Regions from separate parts of the Callithrix jacchus genome. Here region 2 is linked to region 1. A link is a contact called in public Hi-C data. All regions are on one chromosome and are shown on one strand. The core of a region is the stretch at or near the end of the contact, and the rest is flanking DNA. Distances in the headings are between cores, read along the strand shown.

What was found. Hi-C and Micro-C count contacts between places; a contact is called where the count stands out from the background.
Region 2: a contact with region 1 is called in a Hi-C map of skeletal muscle, with 4 times the contacts expected there. The contact joins two enhancer-like sites. A contact is called at or near these places in 2 of 3 Hi-C or Micro-C datasets (induced pluripotent stem cells and skeletal muscle).

What each region holds. Positions count from the first base shown.
Region 1 is chr8:100,124,910-100,129,317 of calJac240_pri, reverse strand. It overlaps the pseudogene LOC100394277. Among named protein-coding and RNA genes, the nearest start is that of FUT8, 190 kb to the left of the region's middle. Within about 2 kb of position 3,102, at least 5 of the 16 cell types and tissues checked have an H3K27ac peak or open chromatin away from gene starts, as enhancers often do. A contact at or near this core is called in skeletal muscle, where this site is marked.
Region 2 is chr8:100,269,252-100,273,514 of calJac240_pri, reverse strand. The region is part of intron 4 of LOC118144963; the gene reads left to right. Among named protein-coding and RNA genes, the nearest start is that of FUT8, 43 kb to the left of the region's middle. Within about 2 kb of position 2,979, at least 1 of the 16 cell types and tissues checked has an H3K27ac peak or open chromatin away from gene starts, as enhancers often do. A contact at or near this core is called in skeletal muscle, where this site is marked.

The DNA.
Region 1 (4,408 bases), core at 1,853-4,352:
TTCCTGCTCTGCCATGGTGGTGAAGCTGTAGCCGCGCTCGGTGAAGATCTTTATGAGATAGGTCCCGGCCAGCCAGACGGAGGATGGCGTGGGGGATGGCATACCCCTTGTAGATGGGCACAGTGTGGGTGACCCTATCACCAGAGTCCATCATGATGCCAGTGGTATGACCAGAGGCATACAGGGAGAGCATGGCCTGGATGGCCATATGCATGGCCAGGGTGCTGAAGGTCTCAAACATGACCAGGGTCATCTTGTGGTTGGCCTTGGGGTTCAGGTGGGCCTTGGTCAGCAGCACGAGGTGCTCCTCAGGAGCCACACGCAGCTTGTTGTAGCAGGCATGGTGCCAGATCTTTTCCATGTCATCCCAGTTGGTGATGATGCTGTGCTCGATGGGGTACTTCAGGGTCAGGTGCCACGCTTGCTCTAGGCCTTGTTGCCCACATAGGAGTCCTTTTGACTCATGCCCACCATCACTCCCTGGTGCCTGGGACGCCCCACAATGGAGGGGAAGATGGCCCGGGGGCATCATTGCCAGCAAAACCGGCCTTGCACGTGCTGGAGCCATTGCTGATGATGAGCACAGCGATATCATCCATGGTAAGCTGGTGGCGTGTGTGGACAGGTGGCGAAGGGCAAGGCTCTGTGCTCACCGGGTAGACGCAGTCTCAGCGGCCAGCAGCACCTACTTTTAAGATTACTCTAAAGTGCTGGCAAAAGTGGATAGGATCACACTTAGCATGAAGGAAGCTGGGGCAAAGGTTTGAGTGCAAGCAGTTGGTTCATGATCCTAGAAAGCTCTGAGAGAGAATGGGGAAAGAGGGAGGGAAGAAAGGCAAGCCAATAAAGGTGCTGGCAAACAGGTTCCCATGGAAGGGTAGGCCCTGAGAAATTGGAACACATCTCAGAATGGTCCCTGGGGACCTTTGCCCCCGTTGTGCATTGGCAAGACTGCTCCTGGCCATTTACTGCCTCTCCGCCTGGGGGGCAGCCCTCTCCTAAGGCCAGAGCAGGTCCACTCGGAATAGCATGCAGGTGATCCTGGGGTAGGCCATGCCTGCGGTGGGGTCCTGACTTCCAGCTACCCTGTAATCTCTCGATGTTGCTAACATATAATCTAGGTGGACTCTTTTCTCAGAAGCATTTGCCAAACAGCCCATGGTTTGCTCCAGATCTAGTTTGAAAGACCAAAATTTCCTCTTTGAACTGTAACTACCTGCGGAGAGCTCTTTAGAAATTCTAGGTAATTAAAATTCCTTTAAAGTATCCAGTCATGATTGTCCCATACACATCTGTATGTTTACCTTCTAGTTTACACAATTACAAATTATGTTTGCATATACTATTGTTTGATTTAATCCTCATGGTAAACCAGTGAGGTAGACGGTAGCCCTTGAAGCAATCTCAGAGTTTTAGATCCTTCTCCAAGGGATTAGAAACAGTTTAGTAATTTCAGCAGAGAGATGATTCCAAGGCTTTGGAGGAAGTTTCGCAACATTTCTCCTCTTTTCTATCTGAACAGTCCCTGTGGGACCTAAAAAGTCCTTTTCTGGCCATTTTACTCATGTTTGGAAGCTTTGAGGATATGCAGCTTTGAGCATATTTTTGCTTTTAGAATAATAAAGCAATTCAGTTACTCTACTCGTTTTTTTCCTCAATGTACAGATGTAACAAGATATTAACAAAGAAGTTCTGCTAAGGCCTGAAGACAACAAGATGGCATTTTAAGTGAGGTGCCAGACCACATGCAGGACTGGGGAGAAAGCCAGCAAGAGAAAACCAACTAGTTTTGTGACTCTTGCACTCTACTTTCATGGTGACGGAATAGCCAGTCTCTGGCAGATGAGAAAAGAGGGTTTCTGGTTTTTGGCAGGTTGTGAGTCCCATGAGGGAGGAGAGGGAGTAGAGGGACCTCATCACAAGCTCAGGGAATGGGGCTTCAACTTGTCCACTGAGCGGGCTTAATACACGTTTCTTGTAGCTTAGGAAACTCAGTGCATAGATGTCCAATTCCCACCTGGAAAATCCAAAGGACAGCAATAGGCTGACTCTAGCTTTGACTGTAGAGTAAGATGGTAGCAAGGGAGAAGGCTAGGACAGCTTGTGCTCCCCAAATTGGTCATGGTAGACGTGTGTGTGTGTGTGTGTGCGTCTCCAATGTAGGCCACATCCAAGAAAGGCCAGGCAGTGAGGGGTTGGTTATCTTAGATATGTTCAAGAGTGCTGTGTGGAGGGGCAAACCGGCCTCTTAAAGAGAAGCTCAAGGTATCACCAGGTTTGGAGGGCTGAGGAAGGAGTAAGTGAGTAGCAAGCACAGAGAGCCTTTGTCCTGCCAAGCAAACTGCAGGGAAGAGCTCCTCAGTGGTGAGAAGGTCACTGCAAAGAGCTGGTGAGAGTCAGCTGTCAACATTTGTCAAGTCCAGAGCAGGCAGATGCTAAATTCCCAAGCCAAGGCCAGTCAAGCAAGAACTTTCCTGCTCCCCTAGCCTCTTTTCATTTGCAGGACTCTGGCTCTGAAAGAGGCAGGACTCATGGCTAGTAATCTGGGGAAGGAGGAAGAGAAATACTAGCAGCTGATCACATACCCTCTCCCTAGCCTCCTTTCTCATCACCTTTCAAGAAACCTGAGCTGGGATCGGAGAGAAGCTTCAACTTCAAAGCGAGAAGTTATGGGACTGAATAATTTAATTACTAAATGTGTGTGTTTAGTAATGGGACTGAATAATAAATTAATAAATGGGACTGAATAATTTAATAAATTAATAAATGGGACTGAATAATTTAATTACTAAATGCATAGTGTGTTTTAAAGGGCTGGAAGATTGCTGCCATTACTAAGTGTGACCAGAAAGCCATAGATGCCCTAAATTTCATCTGGGGCAGAAGAAGAGCTGGCTTCCCTGGGCAGATGAAAGAGAACAGTGGAAAATCAAATAAATTTGCTTGTGAGTATACTCCGTGAGTCGTGTTTGGTTAGCATAACGGCTATCCACATTTCCAGCCCTGGGAGACTGAGAAGTCCTCAGAGAAAAGTGGGCTGTGGTTTTGAGTGGTCTCTGGATCGGAACCTGAGAAGGCTTCACTGGAGAAGTGAGACCAACCATAGAGACAGGCCAATTTCCATAGCCACAGTGAGGCTATAGCCAAGAGGTCTTCATTGCTCCCCACCCAATTTAGAAGCCCATCCTGACCTGTGATTGACAATACCTCTGGGCTCACTGCTGTAAGACCATGGCGGCAGATGGCTATGGCTGCTACTGCTTGCCCATTGGGAATCCCATACTCAGTCTAAAAATCCACAAGCTATGCCCCTAGAGACTGCCTGATGATGAATCTATTAAGAGTTTGAATCTCTCTGGATGAATGATTTGGATAATGGCTGTGTATATTACAGCAAACAAAGTGTTTTGGGAGACGTTCTTCACTTATTGCCTCTCGGCTGCAAACCTGCCCTTCTGTGCTTGCTTTGTGATGCTGGGCTGGGATTCTGCCAACCACAGTTCTGCTTTGCCAGCTGGCTCCATGTTAGGCCTTTCCTGTGGAAGGCCACAGAGGGAACAGCATGGTGAGGGAGAAAAAAACTCCTTCCTTCCTGTCTGCTTCCTGCAGATTTTCTGCTCCTGTCAGTGCCACTCTAGTTTCACTTCTTCACCCCGGCAGTGGCCATTCCTTCTTAGAGCAGCAGTCAAATGTAGTTTGCAGGTTTTCCAACACTTATAGAACCAGCCTCATGCTCTCATTCTCTCAGGAGAGATGGATTCTCAGGGACCCTCTCCAGCTCAGAAATGTCAGTCCAGCCAAGCAGTGCCCCCTCCTCAGAGTCTGAGTCTCAAGTTTGCAAGTTTTAATCATCCCTACTCCTTCCTGTTCTCAGCACTAGGGGCGGGAGCTGCTTCCTACAGTTGCTTCTCCACCCCCACCCCACACTAGCGATGGAGTCTTGCTCTGTCACCCATGCTGGAGTGCACGGAGCACCATAACAAATTCTTGGCTCACTGCAACCTCTGCCTCCTCCCAGGTTCAAGCAATTCTCCTCCCTCAGCCTCCAAAGTAGCTGGGACTACAGGCAGATGCCACCACACCTAGCTACTTTTTGTTAGTAGAGAGGGGGTTTTACCATGTTGACTAGGCTGGACTTGAACTCCTGACCTGAGGTGATCCGCCTACCTCAGCCTCCCGAAATGCTAAGATTACAGGCCTGAGCCACCACGCCCCACCAATCTGCGGTTGCTTTTACTGTGATACCTTAGTGTCTTCTTTCAGCTACCTAGTTAGCAACTTCATATTTAATCTTTTTTATTTTTATTTTTTTTGAGACAGGGTCTCACTCTTTTACTCAACCTGGCTGCTGAGGCATGATCACAGCTCACTGCAGCATCAACTTCTGGGGCTCAAGCAATTCTCCTGC
Region 2 (4,263 bases), core at 1,730-4,229, 140 kb before region 1:
GTTGGGAGAGGTAAAGAAATGGGACAAAAGAGCTGGGGGAATGAAGGGAGGGAATAAACACATGGCCTGGGCATTGGGGACAATTTGAAGGATTTGGTGGGTAAAAGTCTTTGTCAGATGCAGATCAAGGAGAGAAAAGAGAATTTAAGAAGTGTTCTCTGTGTTCTGAAACTAATTCCCTGTAATGTTCTTTTAGAGATTTATCTCTAAAGATTGGAGTGCATGTTTAATTTCTTCTTGGTTTCTGTATTACCTTCTTTGATTATGATTCAGGGAAACTGAGCCTCCTGAGGGCTTCAGAATTTATTCGGGCTACTTTATTATTCTCAATAGTCTTTAAATCACTCCACAGAGCTTTTTAGGACTTTTCTTTCCATCCTTTTCTCCCATTATTACCACCCTTCCAAACGGGGCCCAGGGTTACAAAATGAGGGTGGTTGCTCAGTGCTGGGAGGATCCCTCTAGATTTTCAATCCTACCCATCTCCTGCCTAGTTAGACTTCCACACAGTGTCCCTGTGGAATGGACTCTAACAGTGGTCCCTTCATAATGGAGATCTCAACCCACTGAAGCTTTCTTTCTAAAGATGAACAGTCATTTGTTTAATGAGATGTCACTTTCTTACCCTTCTCATAAATTAATGATTCAGGCCTTCCCTTCAAACTTCCCCCAAGGCAAAACAGTCTAAGATACACACCGCTCCATCCCATGGGGAAATCCACTCTGTTTAATGTAGAAACGAGTCTTCAGGACAGAGGCAGGAGAAGAGAGAAACATCCATCACCAACCCTTCTAACCAGCTTCAAGTACACCTGACTTCTTGGAGCTCTGGAGAAATCTGGAGATGTTGCAATCCTTAAGGAATTAGTTGCACAAGAACACAGTCTTTTCTCTCTTCCATTTTTCGCTTTTCTCTACATCTCCTTTTCCAGTTTTCTCTAGCATGTGTCCCTTCCCCTCCCCTCCCTTCTTACAGAAAGAATCTGTAGCCTCTTCAGAACCATGGCGTGTGCACAGGACCAATTTGCCACTTCTCCTGAGGGTATCACATTTTAAACCTTTTAACTGACTGAACGATGAAAAACTGGCTTAAAAGAATTCCAATCTCCAGAGCATAGCTGGAAAGTCTAGTATATTTTGAGGGGCTGGAGTCATTTCCTCGGGCTCTAAGATACAACACTATAGTAAGCTGCTTAATTTAACTGGATGAGGTAGGCCTTTTAGGAGTCTATTCTGAGGAATCTGTTGGATCATCTTGCCACTACAAACCAATATGATGCTTTGAAATGCATAGAGCTGTGGTAGGGTGTAGGCTGAATACTCATTCTGGTGGGCTGCTGGGTACATATCCTAGCAGTAACAAAGCATAAGACTGAGGATTTCTTTTCTCTGCCGACAAATAAGCAAACAAACCCCACAGAAGCCAACAGGGGAAAAACTAGTGTAATAGTTTTCCAATGCCCAGTCTTTCCAAGGCTGGTCCATTTAGGTCTCGGCTCAAATTTCACTTCCTCAGAGATGCATTTCCCTGACTACCTAGTCTATAGTAGCAACTTCCCTGCCCTGTTCACTCTGCACAACATTGCAGTGTCTCATTTGCTTCACAATATTTACTGTTACCTTAAGTTTTCTCATTCACTTACTATCTTCTCTATTAGAACATAAACTCCATAAGGGTAGAAACTTTGTCTGTTTTGTGCTGTCTCTCCAGTGCTTGACAAGTACTGTAACAGGAAAGGGGTTCAGATCCAGACCCCAAGAGAGGGTTCTTGGATCTTGAGCAAGAAAGAATTCAGGGTGAATCCATAAAGTGAAAGCAAGTTTATTTTTTAAAAAATACGAAAATTAGCTGGGCGTGGTGGCATGCACATAGAGTCCCAGCTACAGGCTGAGGTGGGAGAGTTGCTTGAACCCAGGAGACAGAGGTTGCAGTGAGCTGAGATCACACCACTGCACTCCAGCATGGGTGACAGAGTGAGACTCTGTCTCAAAAGAAAAAAAAAGAAAGTAAAAGAATAAAACAGCGGCTACTTCATAAACAGAGCATTCCCAAGGGCTGCTGGTTGCCCATTTATATGGTTGTTTATTGACTGCATGCTAAACAAGGGGTGGATAATTCATACCTCTTCTTTTTAGACCATATAGAGTAACTTCCTGATGCTGCTGTGGCATTTGTAAACTGTCATGGTGCTGGTGGAAGTACAGCAATGAGGATGACCAGAGGTCACTCTCATCACCATCTTGGTTTTGCTGGGTTTTAGCCAGCTTTCTTACTGCAACCCATTTTATCAGCAAGCTCTTTATGACCTGTATCTTGTGCTGACCTCTGATCTCATCCCACGACTCAGAGTGCCTTAACTGTCTGGGAATGCAGCACAGTAGGTCTCAGCCTCATTTTACCCAGCCCCTATTCAAGATGGAGTTGCTCTGGTTCACATGCCTCTAACAATACTAGATGCTCAATAATTACTTGTCAAATGAATGAGAGAGAGAGAAGAAGAAGAAGAATTTATTAGGTCTTAGGAGGGAAATCATGCCCCTCTTTGCTCTTTAGGAGGGCAGGGTAATTGCGAATATTCAGATACTCATCAGACATTGCAGAATATTTAATGAAGTCACAAAGCAGCTGAGGGCCCTGCAGTAGGCTGCCCAATATATCTAAAACAGCAGTGTGCTTTAACTGGAAGTGATACTCCGATTATTTTGTTTCAAGCTGACTGTGGCCAAAATGGGGAGAATACCTTGGAACAGGTTCTTGCCAAAAGGGGATTAGAATAGAGTGAGGGAGAAAAGATTAATGTGAAGTTGATCACTCTAAACTTCAAGAGGTACACACTGTACCTGGGAACACAGCCAAAGCATGAGGCGATGGATGTGGACTACAAGCCCTCAGGTGTAAGCCCTGGCTCACAGAGAAGACACATGTGCAATCAAGTGTGGCCCAGGAAAGATGTGACACTATGGAAAATGAAGTTAATGGGATCATTAAAGATGCAGATGTGCCTAGATTTCAAGGAAGACTTAGGCCTATTAGGAGAGTCATCCCAGATTCTGTGTTGGTAAGATTTCACACAGAAATGTGTGTGGTTCTGTCATACTCTTTTTGGAAAGGCATAAACCTGTGTGAGCCTATGTGGACCAGGTGGACAAAAGGCAGGTCCTCGAGGCTTTCATCCCTTCAAGTGAATACCTGGAAGTGTCTATGGGGGTCAGGGCAAGATAGGTTGTTGGCGGGGGTCTGCTCCATTGATGCAAAAGAATGCTGAGAAGGATAAGGGTGCCCTGCACCATGAGCCCTTTACTTTGCAAAATGAGGCCAGGCACGATGGCTCACACCTGTAATCCCAGCACTTTTGTGGCCAAGGTGGGCAGATTACCTGAGGTCAGGAGTTTGAGACCAGCCTGGCCAACATGGTGAAACACCATCTCTACTAAAAATAGAAAATTAGCCAGGCGTGGTGGCAGGCGCCTATAATCTTACCTTCTTGGGAGTAGGAGATCGGAGAATTGCCTGTACCCAGAAGGTAGAGGTTGCGGTAAGCCAAGATATCACCACTGCATTCCAGCCTGGGCAACAAAGCAAGATTCTCAAAATAATTAAAAAAAAAAAAAGGCTTTGGATCTGTTATCTCATTGTATTCTTATTTTAAACCTGTGAGGTAGGGAAGGTGGTAACTGCTTTTATAGCCATTTGTGAAAGTGGAGACTGAAGCAAAGTCAATTGTGTTCTGTCCAGAGTCAACTTGTTTACAATAGTAGGAGAACCAGTGCTCTCCACCAAGTTTCTAAAAATGTGGACCCCCTGCAACAGAATCACTCAGGAACACATGTAAAATGATCCAACTGTAGGGGAGAGAAAACAGCTTTTCTCTACCCTTCTGAGTTTTTGGCTCAGGCCCCTGTAACAAAAGACAGGTTTACAAGAGAAAAGCATACAAATTTATTTAATAAGTTTAAGTTTTAAACAAAGCACAGCAGCCTTCACAAAGAAATGGAGACTCAGGCTGGGTGCAGTGGCTCGCATCTGTAATTCTAGCACTTTGGGAGGCTGAGGCAGGCAGATCACCTGAGGTCAGGAGTTCTAGACCAGCCTGGCCAACAGGATGAAATCCTGTCTCTACTAAGAATACAAAAATTAGTTGAGTGTGGTGGTGAGTGCCTGTAATCGCAGCTACTCGGGAGGCTGAGGCAGAATTACTTAAACCCAGGAGACGGAGGTTGCAGTGAGCCAAGATCACACCACTGCACTCCAGCCTGGACAAC